Regions from separate parts of the Sus scrofa genome. Here regions 2 and 3 are each linked to region 1. Evidence: chromatin contacts called from public HiChIP or PLAC-seq data. All regions are on one chromosome and are shown on one strand. The core of a region is the stretch at or near the end of the contact, and the rest is flanking DNA. Distances in the headings are between cores, read along the strand shown. Region 1 has its middle 160 kb from the start of TLE3. Region 2 overlaps LOC100626276 (a long non-coding RNA gene). Region 3 overlaps LOC110261987 (a long non-coding RNA gene).

Region 1 (4,521 bases), core at 941-3,440:
CAGAGAGCAGACCTCTGAGCCACACCACTGTGCCTGAGGAAGAGGATGTCGGGCCTGAGGTCCAGCGGATCCACCAGCGTCAGAAGGTGGGGAAAGCGGGGAGACTGTGGTGTCCGGCAGCCAAGGCGAGTGTGTTAGGAAGAGGAAGTGGTCAGCAGCGTCAGGTCCTGTCCACAGACCTTGTGGGATGTGGAGTTAAAAGTGTCCACTAGATTTAGCAACAAAGAGGTCAGAGGTGGCCGTGAAAGGCCAGCCTCTGGGGCATGGAGGGGCCGAAGTCAGACTGAGGGACGTGGGAGGGGAGGAAGTGGGAAACGCTTGTACAGACACCCCTGGTTAAGAGGATTGGCTGTGAAAGAAGGGCCAGGGCGGGGCAATGGCTGAAAGAGGCCAGCAGGTCAAGAAGGAGATGTTTTCAAGACAGGAGAGGCTGTGGGCCAGGGCCCAGGAGTGAGGTTGAGGACACAGTAGATGAGGAGCTAGTGGGTTGAACGGGGTCTGAGGAGGGACAGGTCCAGGCTGAGCAAGGGGACGTCTGTGGTGGAGACAGGGAGAAGAGGATGGGCGTGGATGCCCATGCATCTGCGGTTTGGGTGATGAGGACCAGGGCTGTGGGTACCACTATGCAGGGATTCTCAACAGGGGGTGCTGGACCTATGCCAGAGCCCCATGTGGGCCTCCATCGGAGCTGCCCTGTTCCTCGGTTCCTCAGTGCACCCCTCACTGTCCTCCCCCACCTCACCAGCTCCCCACAACCTGTCCACTGCTCCCATTCCTGAGAGGGGAGGGAATGTGAAAGGAGAGTCAATTCACGGCCCTTGGCCCTCTGCTTTGCTGGTAAGACCAGCAGACATGGGCAGCAAGGAAGCCCCCAAGGGGGCCGTTGCCCCAGATGAAGTGGTGGGAGCTGAGGTGGAGGCTGTGTGGGTGGAGCCAGGCCCAACCTTAGCCTCACTCCTGAGAGCCAGGGCCCAGGAAGCAGCAAGGATGCTGAAGGGATGGGGTGGGAGGGGATGTGCGCACACACGAGTGCGCCCATAACCTTGGGTGGGCTGGAGGAAAGCAGTTTTGCTGCAGGGGATTGAAGAAAGCACAAAAGTACAGAAAAAGGAATTTCTCCACAGGCCCATGAGGCCCAGGGTCTGAGATGGAGCTAGTTTCCTCTGCAGGGAGCCTTCAGCTAGTGAGTGAGTAATTAGGGGTAATAATAGCAAGATGGACTGGTTTTTAATCTGTGCTTGACATCTGCCACCAAAATGCCATGGAATGAGAGTGTGGTAGAACGGGCACCCTGTTGTCCTGGGCTGGCCTGTCATGGTGCCCAGGGAGTCACCCATGGGCATCCCCAGTGCCCAAGAAGGCAGGTGGCACACCCTCCCCCTGCCCACCTCCCATGCCTGTGGTCCAGAGCAAGGCCTCTCTCCTCCCACAAATGCTACCAAGACACAGGGCCCATGGGACAAAACAAATCCTCATGTGCAGGGGCAGGTCCTGACCCGGGTCAGCTGGCTGGAGTCTGGAATGAAGCTGCCCTTCTTGCTGTGGCTGTTTCTGTGTTCACTTCCCAAGGCCGGTTTCTTTGCCACCCAGGGGCCAGGTCCCCAAGCTCCATTGTCTTCTCTAGGAAAGAGTTGATGTGATTCGTGTTTATTTCAGTCTTTTTCCTTTCCCAGCATCTGCCAGGGGGAGGGGGCTGAGGTTAGGGGAGGGAGGAAGGGAGAGCCACATTTAGCTTTCTACTGTCAGGAAAGTTCTACTGTCCTGGAGAGTTTGGGGGAGCTTGGCTGAACTCCAGGAAGACAGAGGCGGGGCCATCGGAGAAGATTATGCGGGGTGTACACTGCTCAAAGTCACCCTGACAAGAATGGGGGTGTGGTACAGGGGCAAATGGACCTGAAACCCACCCTGGGTCCACTAGCCAAGCCTAAAGCCCCACCTGGGCTGTATCTGCAGACAGGGGGCGCCTTTTTTCAGTTTACACGAAGGCGCTGTATAGAGAAGCTTTCCTGCACCTGTCCCCAGCAAGGGTGACCTCCACCGACTGGGGTGTGCGACAAGAACCTTCTGGCCATCTGCATCTGCTGCTCTGGTGGCCCAGAAGAGAGTTGGGAATAGGGGGGTGGTATTTCACAAGCTCCCTGGAAAGGCAGGTCGGGGAGGTGGGATGTAGAGTCAGGGTGAGGCAGACATGGGCCTGGGAAGGATTCAGGAGGACAAGTTCATGACCACAATAGGAAGTGGTGAGCAGATGACAGCACTGGCTGAGGAGTCCCACGTTGGGCTCCCCACTCTCTGAGACCCCTGCCATTGTTCCCCTGGGAGGCTCTTGACAAGTCCCTTTCTGTCCCTGTGCCTCAGTTTCCCCATCTGAGGGAGGAAGGAGGTAGACCAGAGTGTGACTTGGATCTGGAGACATGAGAGACAGAGTTATAGCTGTCACACGGCCCCCCCCAGTGCCGCCCCTTTCCCCCCCCGCCCCTGCCGCTGGGTACAACTTGGGTCGGGTCATTGGACAAGTCCAAACTTCATTTTTCCTCCGCTCAGCAGATGGCCACTTGTCTTCAGCCTCTTGGCTGGCCACCCAGGGCTGGGCTTGGGTTCCCTTTGCCTTCCCACTCCCAGCCTACCCACCCCTCCTTCCTGGGCGGGGGGCGGGGGTGGGGGAGAATAAACCAGAATAGGGTCTGTCCCTCCTTTGGGGGGAAGGGGTTCCGTTTTCATCAGCCCCAGGGGAGCAAGAGGAACAGGAAAATTACAGTATCAGCATGGAAATTACAATCTGAGGCGTCTGATTCACCAGGGAGGGTGACTCGTTTCTCTTTTTTTATTTTTAGTCGCTATTATCTTGGCAAGGAGGCCTGTGCTCATTAACCTGTATTGCCAGAGCAGAGACTCTGTGAAACCGGCTGGTGGATAAACTTGCCCCCTCCCATCCCCTCCACTCCCATCATTTATTTATAGCCTTCCTTCCCTCTGGTGAATTAATTAGCTTGTACTCACAGCCTCGGACACTTGCTGTTGTGTTTACTTGGTGTCCCTTGGAGGCCAGCGCGTGGAGGGACCGGAATGGGTGGGAAGGTGGGGCTGCTGGCTTCAGCCCAACCCAGCCCAGCCTCTCTGACTCCAGCTCTGAGCCCTCCCCCAAACCATCCCTGTCTCCAGTGAGTGGAATTGAGGGGGTCTTTGATACCCACGCTTCATTCCTTAGAGGCTTGAGCAGTTTGGGGTTTTGTTTTATTTTATATTTATTTTTGTCTTATGTCTTTTTTTAGAGCCGCACCCGCAGCACATGGAGGTTCCCAGGCTAGGGGTCTAATCGGAGCTACAGCTGCCGGTCTACACCACAGCCACAGCAATGGGGGATCCGAGCTGCATCTGCAACCTACACCACAACTCACGGCAATGCCTGATCCTTAACCCACTGAGCAGGGCCAGGGATTGAACCCACAACCTCATGGTTCCTAGTTGGATTCGTTTCCACTGTGCCACAATGGGAACTCCTGGTTTGGGGTTTTAAAAGCCAGTCAATCCACCCCTATTTGCAGAGTTCCACAATAGAGCAAGGGAAAAAAAAATGTCCGCAATGCATCCCCTTCCCTCAGCAGGGAAGCAAGGACCCAAGACACAGGCTTCAAAGTCCTCTGGGTCCAGAGCAGTACCCAGCTAAGTACCAAATCGCGCTGGCAGGGGTGACTTGGAGGATGGCTTAGGGTACGGGGGATTCCGGTGCAGAGAGGGGAGGACACCTCCAGAGTGATCCTGTGAGCAAAGGTGGGGAGAAGGACTGCACAAGGGACCACTTTAGGCTGGATTTTCCAAGCCCAGCTTCTGTTTCACAGATGAGAAGACTGGGGCTCAGAGAGGTAGCATCTTGCTCACTCATTCAGCCAGTCAACCCTTTGTTCCTTCAACACACCTTGATTAAGTTCCCAGTCAGTGGACGAACTCTGCCCTGTTCTGTCCTTGCCGTGCTCACAATGCTACCTTCGTCTGTCTCCCTGTGTAGCCAGGAGCCCACGTTCAGGGGAGCCCAGCGAGCTACTCCTGGCTCATATCTGGCACGTTGTAGGGACAGTTTTCCTTCAGGAACCTCTTCACTCAAGGGTATTCCAGGTGGTGGGGCTACAGCCAGCGCCACACCCATCTTCCCCATCTCTCCGCCAGCGCACCCAAGGCCACCCCAGACACACACAAATTATGTAGAAAGAGAGCCCTGACCTTGCCAGAGCAGCAGCAATGTTTCTCCTCTATGTGCTCCCAGCCCCATCCCCCCAGATGGACTCCCCTGTATCCTGGAGCTCCCATCCTGTCCACACCCAGGGTCCAGACAGACCTCAGTGCAGGCTTCGGGGCAGAGCTGAGCTGAGGTCCTGTCACCTCCCACAAGCCCCTCAACAGCCTAAGCCCTCCTCCACCCAAGAGACCTGCGGTCCAGATTTACAACCACCTGATCTCAAAGCAAGGTGGCTCCCCTGGGCCCTGGGCCCTGGGCCCATGGGAGAGACTGCCCTGGGTGGGGGG
Region 2 (4,521 bases), core at 1,099-3,598, 480 kb after region 1:
ACCCCTGCCTGAGCCCATCAATCACCCAGCGAAGTTTCATTCCTGTGGCTGTTCCAGAAGGTCTCTGGTTTTCCCACTCCTGTATCACAGCACCTAGCAGCACAGTGCTTGGCATATTGCAGGTACTAGGGGAAAAAAAAGCTGTTAAAGGAATGAACCATTGCAATAAGCTATTTTACTTCATACAAATGAGAAAAGCACAGCTCTCAGAAAAGTTAAAGTGTATAGTCAAAGGTCTCAGGGTAGACAGTGCTAGGATTAGACTGTCTTGATCCACAGTCGTCTTTTTCCCTATAAACTTGAAGCAGGGGTCAGAGATAAGCTTGCGAGAAACCTGCAGAAATGGGGCCAAGATTCGATCTTTTGGAAGAAAGGGGCTGGAGAAGTAGGAAGGCCCTAGGAAGGAGGAAAAATTCATCTGAAGGGATAAGGAGACCCTGCTGCTGCTAGGAACATTGCTGCCTGAGATTATACAGAGCTAATTCAGACTATGGTGTCAGCTTCTTTCTGGACCTACTTTCCTCTTAACTAAAGGTGAGCAATGGAGCTTTTCCACCTTTAGGCAAAAGAGAGCTCTTCGAGGAGTACAGACAGGGGAGATAAAATGGAATCTCCATGCTTACCAGAATACAATTCAAAAAGAGCCAGGTGCTGGCCTCAGTGGCGGTGAGTACCCAGCGGCATCCACAGGGAGCCCAGTCAGCTGTTTGGCAGTGGGGCTGTGGTGGCTACACCCACTACAGGAAGAACTCTGGGCCTGTGACCACGAAGCCCCTCCCAGATCTGAGGGGCTCACCCTAACCACATGCCTTGAGTGAGCCCTGACACCCTCCCTTTCCAGCTCACTGAGAGATATTCAAGGCACGGACCTGCTCTCTTGAATCTGATGAGAGCTGGCTTTGTGAGTGTCATTTGGCCCAAATAGTCATAGAAAGTAGGGAATCCTTTAGGTTAACTGATTGGAACCCTTTGTTATCATTCCCCCCAAAAAACCATACCCACAAAGTTCTGTTGACAACTCAGTCTCTGTTTTCTTTCAAGTCGAGTGAGAACAGAAAATGGAAAGCCAGAGATTCAATTTTATGGGGGTTTTCTCCCCCCCCAACCCTTTGCAGTTATATTACTTACAACAAATTCTCCAGAAAGTTGGTGAACTATCTGATTCTTTCCCATGCACTCAACTTAGCTGAGGAAGAAGCAACTCGATTTTTTTTTTTTTTTTTTTTTTGCCCTCATATTCCATTGCCTTGTGGAATAACAGTTGCACTCTTCAATTAGAGTAAGAGGAACAGGTTGAGAGCAAACACAAGTAACGCTTGATAAGCACACACAGCTCGACGGATGGGAACAGATGTGCCCAGGGAAAACTGAAGAATACCCGCGAGCTTCAGGGGTTTGGTGTGTCCTGGGCACAATGCGTGCCGAGGGGCATGGAAAGCCTCAAGCAATCTGGCAGGGTGGTTAATGGGAGAATGTTTAAGAGGGTTCTGCTCTTTGATCACATATGCCACAGCCCTTTTTCACATGCAGCCCACTGTCCTGTGTAAGCCTCAGGAGCCTCAAAGAACATTTTCGTGGCGGCAACGTGAGGATCAGGGATGTTAAGAGACTTTTTCAAAGACAAAGCACAGCGCTTAGCTCTTTGCGTCTGTACCATTGGAGCCCAACACAGAGTGGACCCTTGGAAAAAAACAGAAAAAAAGAAAAACAAAAAACACTGTTTATGGGACAGACGCAAGAGAGCAGGGCCCAAACCCAGGGAGATGTGCTTTGAGAGCCCAGGTTCCTCCAGCTCCCTTCTAAAACGCATGTGAGAGGCATACTCTTTGCTGAGCTCAGTGTCCCTCTCAGCACTCGTGCAAAGATGGTCCTCTTTATTGCTTCTCACCTACAGAGGGTTTTGTGCTTCTGAATTCTTAGTCTTCTCCCCACTTTTCCCCTGGGGGGAGGGGGGGAACAACTAACTCATTCTGTCTCCTGTGGTGTTCCTGCTAGATTCTCCTGCGAAGTGCTCTTGGAAGAAATAAGGGTTACACCAAGCCCCTCAGCGGGAGGCTGGCTCAGCTGAGCACTCCAGCCCTTGGCATCCACCTCCTCCCTAACTTCCAACTCCAAGACTTTCCACACTCATGCAAAACATCCTGGCCTGTCTCCCCACCAGCTCAAGGGGAAACCCTAAACCTCAAAGTGAAAATAAGAGGCCCATTTGCCCCAGGAAATTAGACACAAACAAGCCTGGGGTGAACCGCTGGGCCAGAACAGTTTCTCTGGATTAGTCATGGGGTTACCCACTGGCGAACGTCCCCCCACCCCCACCCACCCCAGCAAGCCCTTGAGCCCCAGCTCATGTGGAAGGCCGGCCTGGCGGGTCACAAGCATGGCCAGAAGAACAGGGCTGGAGAGGGGATGTGGGGGCAGGGGAACATGGCCGAGGAAACCACAGTGACCTTCCACCTGGGTGGGGCTTCTCTTTTCTTCTTTTAACCTCCTGCTAAACTGTTCGAAACTGCTTGTCAGCACCTCCGCTTCCTTCCTGCCAGCGCCAGCCTCTCGGAGATCTTTACCCGCTTCATAAGGGGGTGATAGTGCCCCAACCCCATCTTCACTCTCTTGGCAGAGGCGACAATGTCCCCGCGGCTTATCTCTCAGCAAATATTTATTAAAGCCTGTTTTCCAGCAGGTACGCGTTAACAATGGAGCTAATGGTTAGGAAGGCAAAGACATCCAATAATTGCTGGATAATACACTCACCCTGCCAGTGGCAGGAGTTTCTATTTGCCTCATCGCTGTACAGTCAAGACCAGGAACAGTGCCTGGTATATGCCAGGCGTGCAACAAGTGTGTGTTAAATGAATGATCGACAGACACAGCGAATTGCAACGGTCATGCTGAGTGCAAGAATTAAGCATACTCTGTGGTCATGAGAATGTGTCATGGGTCACCTTTGGGGCCTGGGAAGGCTTCTTTGCAGAAATGATGGCCCAGCTGAGACTGAAGGAGTGCGCAGAAACAGGCTAGAAGGACGGCTCGGCCAGTGAGGGTCCAGATGAAGCCCTGAGGGGCTGACTGGAGGAGGTGGCTAGAGTGGAGGATGGGTGGGACAGGAGGGTTGGTGTCAAGGTGACTCTGGAAAGGACAGCAGAACAAGCCTGGCAGGATGAGGAGAGGACTCGCCAAAGCACATTCTGCAACAAATGATGTGGTCCAACCACACGGGCATCACAAATTGAGATGCCTCTAGAATAACACATTTGGGAGTATCTAGGTATACGGGACAATGGGGAGCTGGAGAAGTCCCCTCAGCAGTGGCTGAAGTTTAAGCTGATGTTTTTCCAACCTACTACAAGTTTACCTTCACATCATTACATAATGGGTTCCACTTAACAAATACCAACATTACTTGACCACGTGCCAGATGCCCTGCTAAGTGCTTTGCAAACATTCAATCATTTCATCCTCACAATGACCTCTTGACATTGGTGCTGTAATTGTCATGTTTAAAAGATGAGGCAATGGCAGTGGGGAGTTCAAGCTGAGACCATGGATGGAAGAAACAGAATCTTCTTCAATTCCTATGGGGGCACAGAGGGCTCCCCAAACCTCCATTGCCCTGTTGGAGAGTGGGAGAAGGCTGGCCCAGGAGCTGCAGTGGGGGGTGACTGAGGGAAGCCAGGTGGGTCAGTCAACTGTCAGGGGATGCACAGCGCCAGTGGCAGAAAGAGATGGTGCTCTGTGCCGTGGTGGCAATCCTGGCATCTCTTGGCATCCTCTTATGAATCCTTCTCTTTCTCCACCATTGGATCACCTGCTTTATGGCTCCCACATCTGCCTCTTTCTCGGTGGAGTCCTTCATTTTAGCAGAACACCCCCTCCCGTAGCATCATGGGTCCGGGAAAATGGAAGGCAGATTTGGGAGGAATTTGCATTTTTTAAAATGTCTTAGAACCTCTGCTGGAGTGTTATTTGGCTGAGTGTAAACTCTACATTGCAGATCACATTTCTTCAGAATTTTGAAAATGTTGCTTCTTTGCTTCTAGTTTTCAGTGCTGCAACTGGGAAGCCCACACTTGATTCATAGTTTGGCTGGGTATAGAATCTGAGGGCATAAATTGGCTTCTAGGACTGTTGTTGAGAAATCCAGCATTATCCCATACCCTGATCCTTTATACATGTCTTGTTTTTGCTTTTTATTTTTTCCTTTCCGGAAGTTTTCAATATTCTCTTTATCCTGGTATTCTAAAATTTCACAATAATCTGCCTTGATGTGGGTCTTTCTGTCATATGCTATGTAAAGCATGTGGTGGATTCAAACAAAGAAACTCATGATTTCAGTTCTGGGAATTTTATTTCGGTATTATTTCCTTGAATATTGCCTCCCCTGTGTTGTCTCCATTTTTCCCCCCTCTTTTTGGAACTCTTACTATTTGGATGCTGAATATCTGAAGATGGATCCTGCAATTTTCTTATCTTTCCTATTTTCAGTCTGTTTATCCTTTTGTTTTACTTTTGGAGAGTTGGCCT
Region 3 (4,521 bases), core at 711-3,210, 420 kb after region 1:
GGTGAGCACCCCCACATTCTGTGTAGGGCGAGCACCTACAGTCTCGGGCTCCCACGCGCTTTCTGCATCTAAGCTATGTGAAGGGCATGGGTCTTTGCTGGGCAGGAGGCCCTTTGCCCAGGGTCCAGCCTCCTTGTGCTGCTCAGGGCTGTACCTTTTGGGTCTAACTTCTGGGACCTGGCAGCCCACCCACTGTAACCCCATCCCTATGCGGGACAATCCTTTTGAGAATCCCTAAAGGCAACCCCTTTTTATTGTCCCTAAAGGAGTACCTGGGTCAGACTGGAAAAACCATGTGAGGACAGGCCCAAATTAACATCACAATATGCAGTGTCCTTAGCCATGCCTTCTCAAACCCTCACAGAAGCCCCTCTAAGTTCAATCTTCTGGTCTCCATTTCCACAGATGAAGAAATTGAAGCTTAAAATTGTCAAATGACTTACCCCTGTTAAAGTCTTAAATGGTTAGTCTCACAGCTTCAGGGCAGAGCAGGGAGCTGAATCCAGGTCTGCCTTAATCGTGCCTCAATTCCTCCTGTTCTACCCTTTAAAAAAGATTGTCTAACACTGAGAACAAACCCCCAGGAGCAGGGTTCCCTTTCCCCGATTTCAGCCAGGGCTGCCTCCTAGGATTTGGACCGGGCCTGCCAAAGCCATTTCCTTTCCCATGTCCCATCCAGCTGCACCACTTCTCTCCTGCCTCTGAGAAAGAAGAGCATTAAAGGCTAAAATTCACTGACTGCACTAAAAAATAGGGTCAGCTGTTGCAGCAGAGTCCAGGGCACGAAGAATGCCCTGGAGGAGGGGTGGGCACAGGTGGGGAAACCCAGCCTTCTCCAAGGTTTCATGAGGCTAGCGGAAGGTGTGGGGGCCTCCCTGCTGCTTTCTGGGAAGTGATTCTTCCCACCTCAAGTCCCTTTTCTTTCTCTTTCCTTGCCCCTGAATAAAGTGAAGACGGACGCTTCATCAGCTAAATAAAGCATCCACGCGATGGGGTGGCGAAGCTGTGTGGGTAGCCGGGGCCTTCCCTAAAATGAATCTCGGTGGAACGTGGGACCACTGTCTAGAGCCAGGAAGGCTGTTGTCACCACTCAGGGGCCCGTGGGAGGATGTTGAGAAAGGTGGGGGAGGGGAAACAGGAAGACTTGGAAATGGCCAGAAACAGACCTTCAAATGAGGAGAGCTGGGCAGGAAGCTGAGAGTACCTCCAGTCACTGGGAAGGGACAGTCAGTAACCACGGGCACCTGGTGAGTTAGCCACATCGAAGCTCTCATCACACAGGTGTATCCTTTTGGTTTACAGAAATCCTAGATCTCTCTGTATCCTGTACTTCTGTGATATGTCATACAGGACACCTGTAATGTCAGGGCAGGGTGAGATTCCTTAAGGAGGTGCAAAAGAGAAAGTGGACAGAGTAGTTAACCAAGAGGGTACCTCAGTGTGGCTAGCCAAACAGATTAAGAAAAACACCAAGACAAAACAAAAAAAACAAGCCACTGATGTCTCATCATTTTCTGTAGAAATCTTAATATTGCTCGACGTTGATAAAATACCTACATCCCACCACCTACCTAGGGGAAGGGCAAGCTGTAGCTCACAGGCCAAAAAATCTGTTTTTGTGTGGCCTTCAAGCTAAGAGTGCATTTTTAGGTTTTAAAATGGCTGGAAAAACTAAAGAATGGTATTTTGTGACATGTGAAAACCATGAAATTCAGTCCCTAAATAAAACTTTATTGGAAACAGGCCTGTTCATTCACAGATGGGCTGCTTTCCTGATAACAACTGCGGAGCTGAGTAGCTGCAAAAGAGACCCTGCAGCCTGGGCCTGCAGCGTGGAAAAGTTACTATCTGGCCCTTTAAGAAAGTATGACCTCTGACTCAGATCTACAATTTCCCTTTTATTATAAGTACGTTATTACACAACCATCCAGCTGTGAAAAAAACTGCAAGCCAGAGACTAGCAAGAGATGAATGTGCAAAATTAGTGGAGGAGCATTTGGACTTGCTTCGAGGCAGCCTCAAAGGGGTGTAAAAAGGCCAAAGTTAAGGTGAATGGCCACTGCCCCCCCATCTGGGCTCTGTTGGTGTGACATTGTCCAACAGTAAGACTGTTACAATTGCTGGTGGGTTTTTTCCCTGCACACCCCCCACCCCCCGCATAAATGGGCCAGTCAGGTGTTGCAAACATGAGGCATCTCCATGGTGTGCGATTGTATTTGGAAGGTTATTTGATTCTATAGACTTTATGCTCCAAGGAGGCTGGGTCCACGCAGCAGCATAGTGTCTGGCACCTAGCCCAGCGTTGGGCCACCTCTGACCTCCATCCTTGTTTGCGCCATGAATGAATGGCTGGCTCTCTGAGACAGGAGATGAGTCACCACCACCCCCGCTTGCCAAGGCATCACCTCTGCCTGCCTGTGACAGGAACCTCTGGCCCACCTTGTCCCCTGAGCCCTCACCCCAGGAAGGAGGGAAGGTGCCAGTTAGCCCTTCATCCTGTGGTGGGGAGCGGGGGTGTGTGCAAGATGTGGGGTGTTCCCTGTGCCTGAGGCACCCCCAGACAGGTAAGGGTGCTGCCATCCTCACAAGTCTCTGACACCAGGAAGAAAGGGAAGCAGACCCTCCAGCATGGAGTACATTTCATGCAGGTGTTAGCTGTACCATTCTGGCTTTCTAGGTAGCTCCCGAAAACAGGCTTCCAAATAGATCCATAAAAGGCCATGTGATTGCAAACAGGTGTCTCCAACACATAATATGGTCTGTTTCTGAGTAGCATTTTCAAAGACTAGGAGAGCAGTCGGTTTGGGGTAGTGAAAAAGATCCGAAAAGCGGTGTAATTGGAGAATTTGTGAGAGGCTGGGAAGGCATCCAGGCTCCAGATGCCAGTTCCTCTGCTGTCTCTGAAACTGCTGTTCTGATTGCAAAGTTGCCTACTCCAGGCGCTGAGAACTAATTGGGCATTCCCTTGGAGGGGGGCTATATGGGCTGCACCTACTGTTTTTTCATTTTGGCAAATGGGAAAGGTTGGGGTGTGTTCTGCCCACTCGTCCAACAGTCACTAATAAGGGAAAGGCTGCACCCCCCTGGGCATCTGTGTACTCTCCACCCTGTGCGGATGAACTTATTTGTTCAGGGAATCATATGGTCCTGGTCACGGTCCTGTGCTGCCGGGGCTGCTGAACTGTAGGGACTTCTGATTGGCCCAGTGTAATGCCACTCTCCTTGCCAGTGACTGCTTTAAGAACAATCATGTAACTCAATTTGGGTTGATGAGACTTGAGGGGCACATCTTTTGAGATTCTAGGAAAGGTTTCCTCAAAAGACATAAGGGTTCTCTTCTAGGGTGTACATGTTTTGGAACTTGATACTGGGCAACATTGAAAGTACTAAATGGTACTGACTGGCATGCCTGAAGATGGTTTCTTCAGTCCAGAAAACAAAAATGGACACCAAGGAGGGGGACTTTGCCTTCCTGGCCTCTTCCAATGCCATGTGAGGATGCTAAACCCAGAGCCTCAGCAGCCATTTTGTAACCATGAGGGCATGGGGCTGGAGCCAAACATCAGTATGCTAAGGATTGTAGAACTGAAAGGTGGAAAGAATGTCTTGAATACACAGGAGCTATGAATTAGCCAATGCTGGGATAGGCCTATCTTGGGAGATGGTAAGATGTTAAATTGCCTGGCTTGTCAAAGCTGTTTGGAGTCAAATTTTGTGTTACTGGTACCCCAGTTACACATGGTGCATATCTGTTGCCTTCAGTCCAAGAGGGCAGGGCTCATCTCTGCTCAGCACCTATTCCTATTGCCCTACAGTCTTGTCTAGCACAGAGACAGATGTTAGTAGTTGAAAAATGGTCATTTTACCTAAATTATACCACTGGGATTTAACAACTCTGAGATCGAACCATGTGATTTCAAAGCAGAGGCAGCTTGAGTCTCAGACTTAGTAACTTGCCTAAAATTGCAGAGGAATAAACTGAGATCTTGGCCACAGTGCACCCTGGTGTTCGTCTGCCCTGTAGCCTTCACATGCCGGGCTACGGACAAAAGGGCCACAGCGTGTGTCTGGAACTTAGCAGTTGGAGGACAGATGTAGCTTTGCAAAAGTAAGGCACAAATGGTCACACAGCTTCCCTTTGTGTGCTCTTGTGGCAGTTACAAGATTTTCTAACACACAGGCCTTCTGGTGGGATTCTCGCACAGCCCTGTAAGGAGGGGACGTTAGGATTGCTCACGTTTTAGCGATGAGGATGATATATGAGCAGGAAATTAATTTTCCTCTGTTGTTAGAATTCAAAGGGTTAATGGAATGAACGTCATCTGTTAGTTGCGAGACTGTATATGGTGTGCAGTACTGCTGGAGCACCAGGAGGGAGGCAATTTCGAAAATGAGCTTATAATAGCAGCAATGATTAGGCCCCACTGTGTGCCAGGCACTGCCTTAAGCACTTGACATGAATCTCATTTAATCTCTTCAGTATTAATACTATTGACTCAGATCTGCTTATGAGACAAGTTG

Evidence for each region. HiChIP or PLAC-seq counts read pairs in DNA pulled down with a chosen protein or histone mark.
Region 2: a contact with region 1 is called in an H3K27ac HiChIP or PLAC-seq map of alveolar macrophages. The contact joins two enhancer-like sites. A contact is called at or near these places in 2 of 2 datasets of contacts at active chromatin or transcription factors (alveolar macrophages and skeletal muscle).
Region 3: an H3K27ac HiChIP or PLAC-seq map of alveolar macrophages shows a contact between it and region 1. The contact joins two enhancer-like sites. A contact is called at or near these places in 2 of 47 Hi-C or Micro-C datasets (epiblast stem cells and retroperitoneal adipose tissue) and 1 of 2 datasets of contacts at active chromatin or transcription factors (alveolar macrophages).

Annotation. Positions count from the first base shown.
Region 1 is chr1:168,012,525-168,017,045 of Sscrofa11.1, reverse strand. No RefSeq gene overlaps it. Among named protein-coding and RNA genes, the nearest start is that of TLE3, 160 kb to the right of the region's middle. Within about 2 kb of position 2,190, at least 11 of the 83 cell types and tissues checked have an H3K27ac peak or open chromatin away from gene starts, as enhancers often do. A contact at or near this core is called in alveolar macrophages and retroperitoneal adipose tissue, where this site is marked.
Region 2 is chr1:167,531,563-167,536,083 of Sscrofa11.1, reverse strand. LOC100626276 (a long non-coding RNA gene) reads right to left here. Exons shown (of 3, transcript XR_131319.4): 2 at 624-4,521; 3 at 1-125. Among named protein-coding and RNA genes, the nearest start is that of RPLP1, 240 kb to the right of the region's middle. Within about 2 kb of position 2,348, at least 22 of the 83 cell types and tissues checked have an H3K27ac peak or open chromatin away from gene starts, as enhancers often do. A contact at or near this core is called in alveolar macrophages, where this site is marked.
Region 3 is chr1:167,595,255-167,599,775 of Sscrofa11.1, reverse strand. LOC110261987 (a long non-coding RNA gene) reads right to left here. Exons shown (of 2, transcript XR_002346464.1): 1 at 444-4,521. Among named protein-coding and RNA genes, the nearest start is that of TLE3, 260 kb to the left of the region's middle. Within about 2 kb of position 1,960, at least 15 of the 83 cell types and tissues checked have an H3K27ac peak or open chromatin away from gene starts, as enhancers often do. A contact at or near this core is called in alveolar macrophages and retroperitoneal adipose tissue, where this site is marked.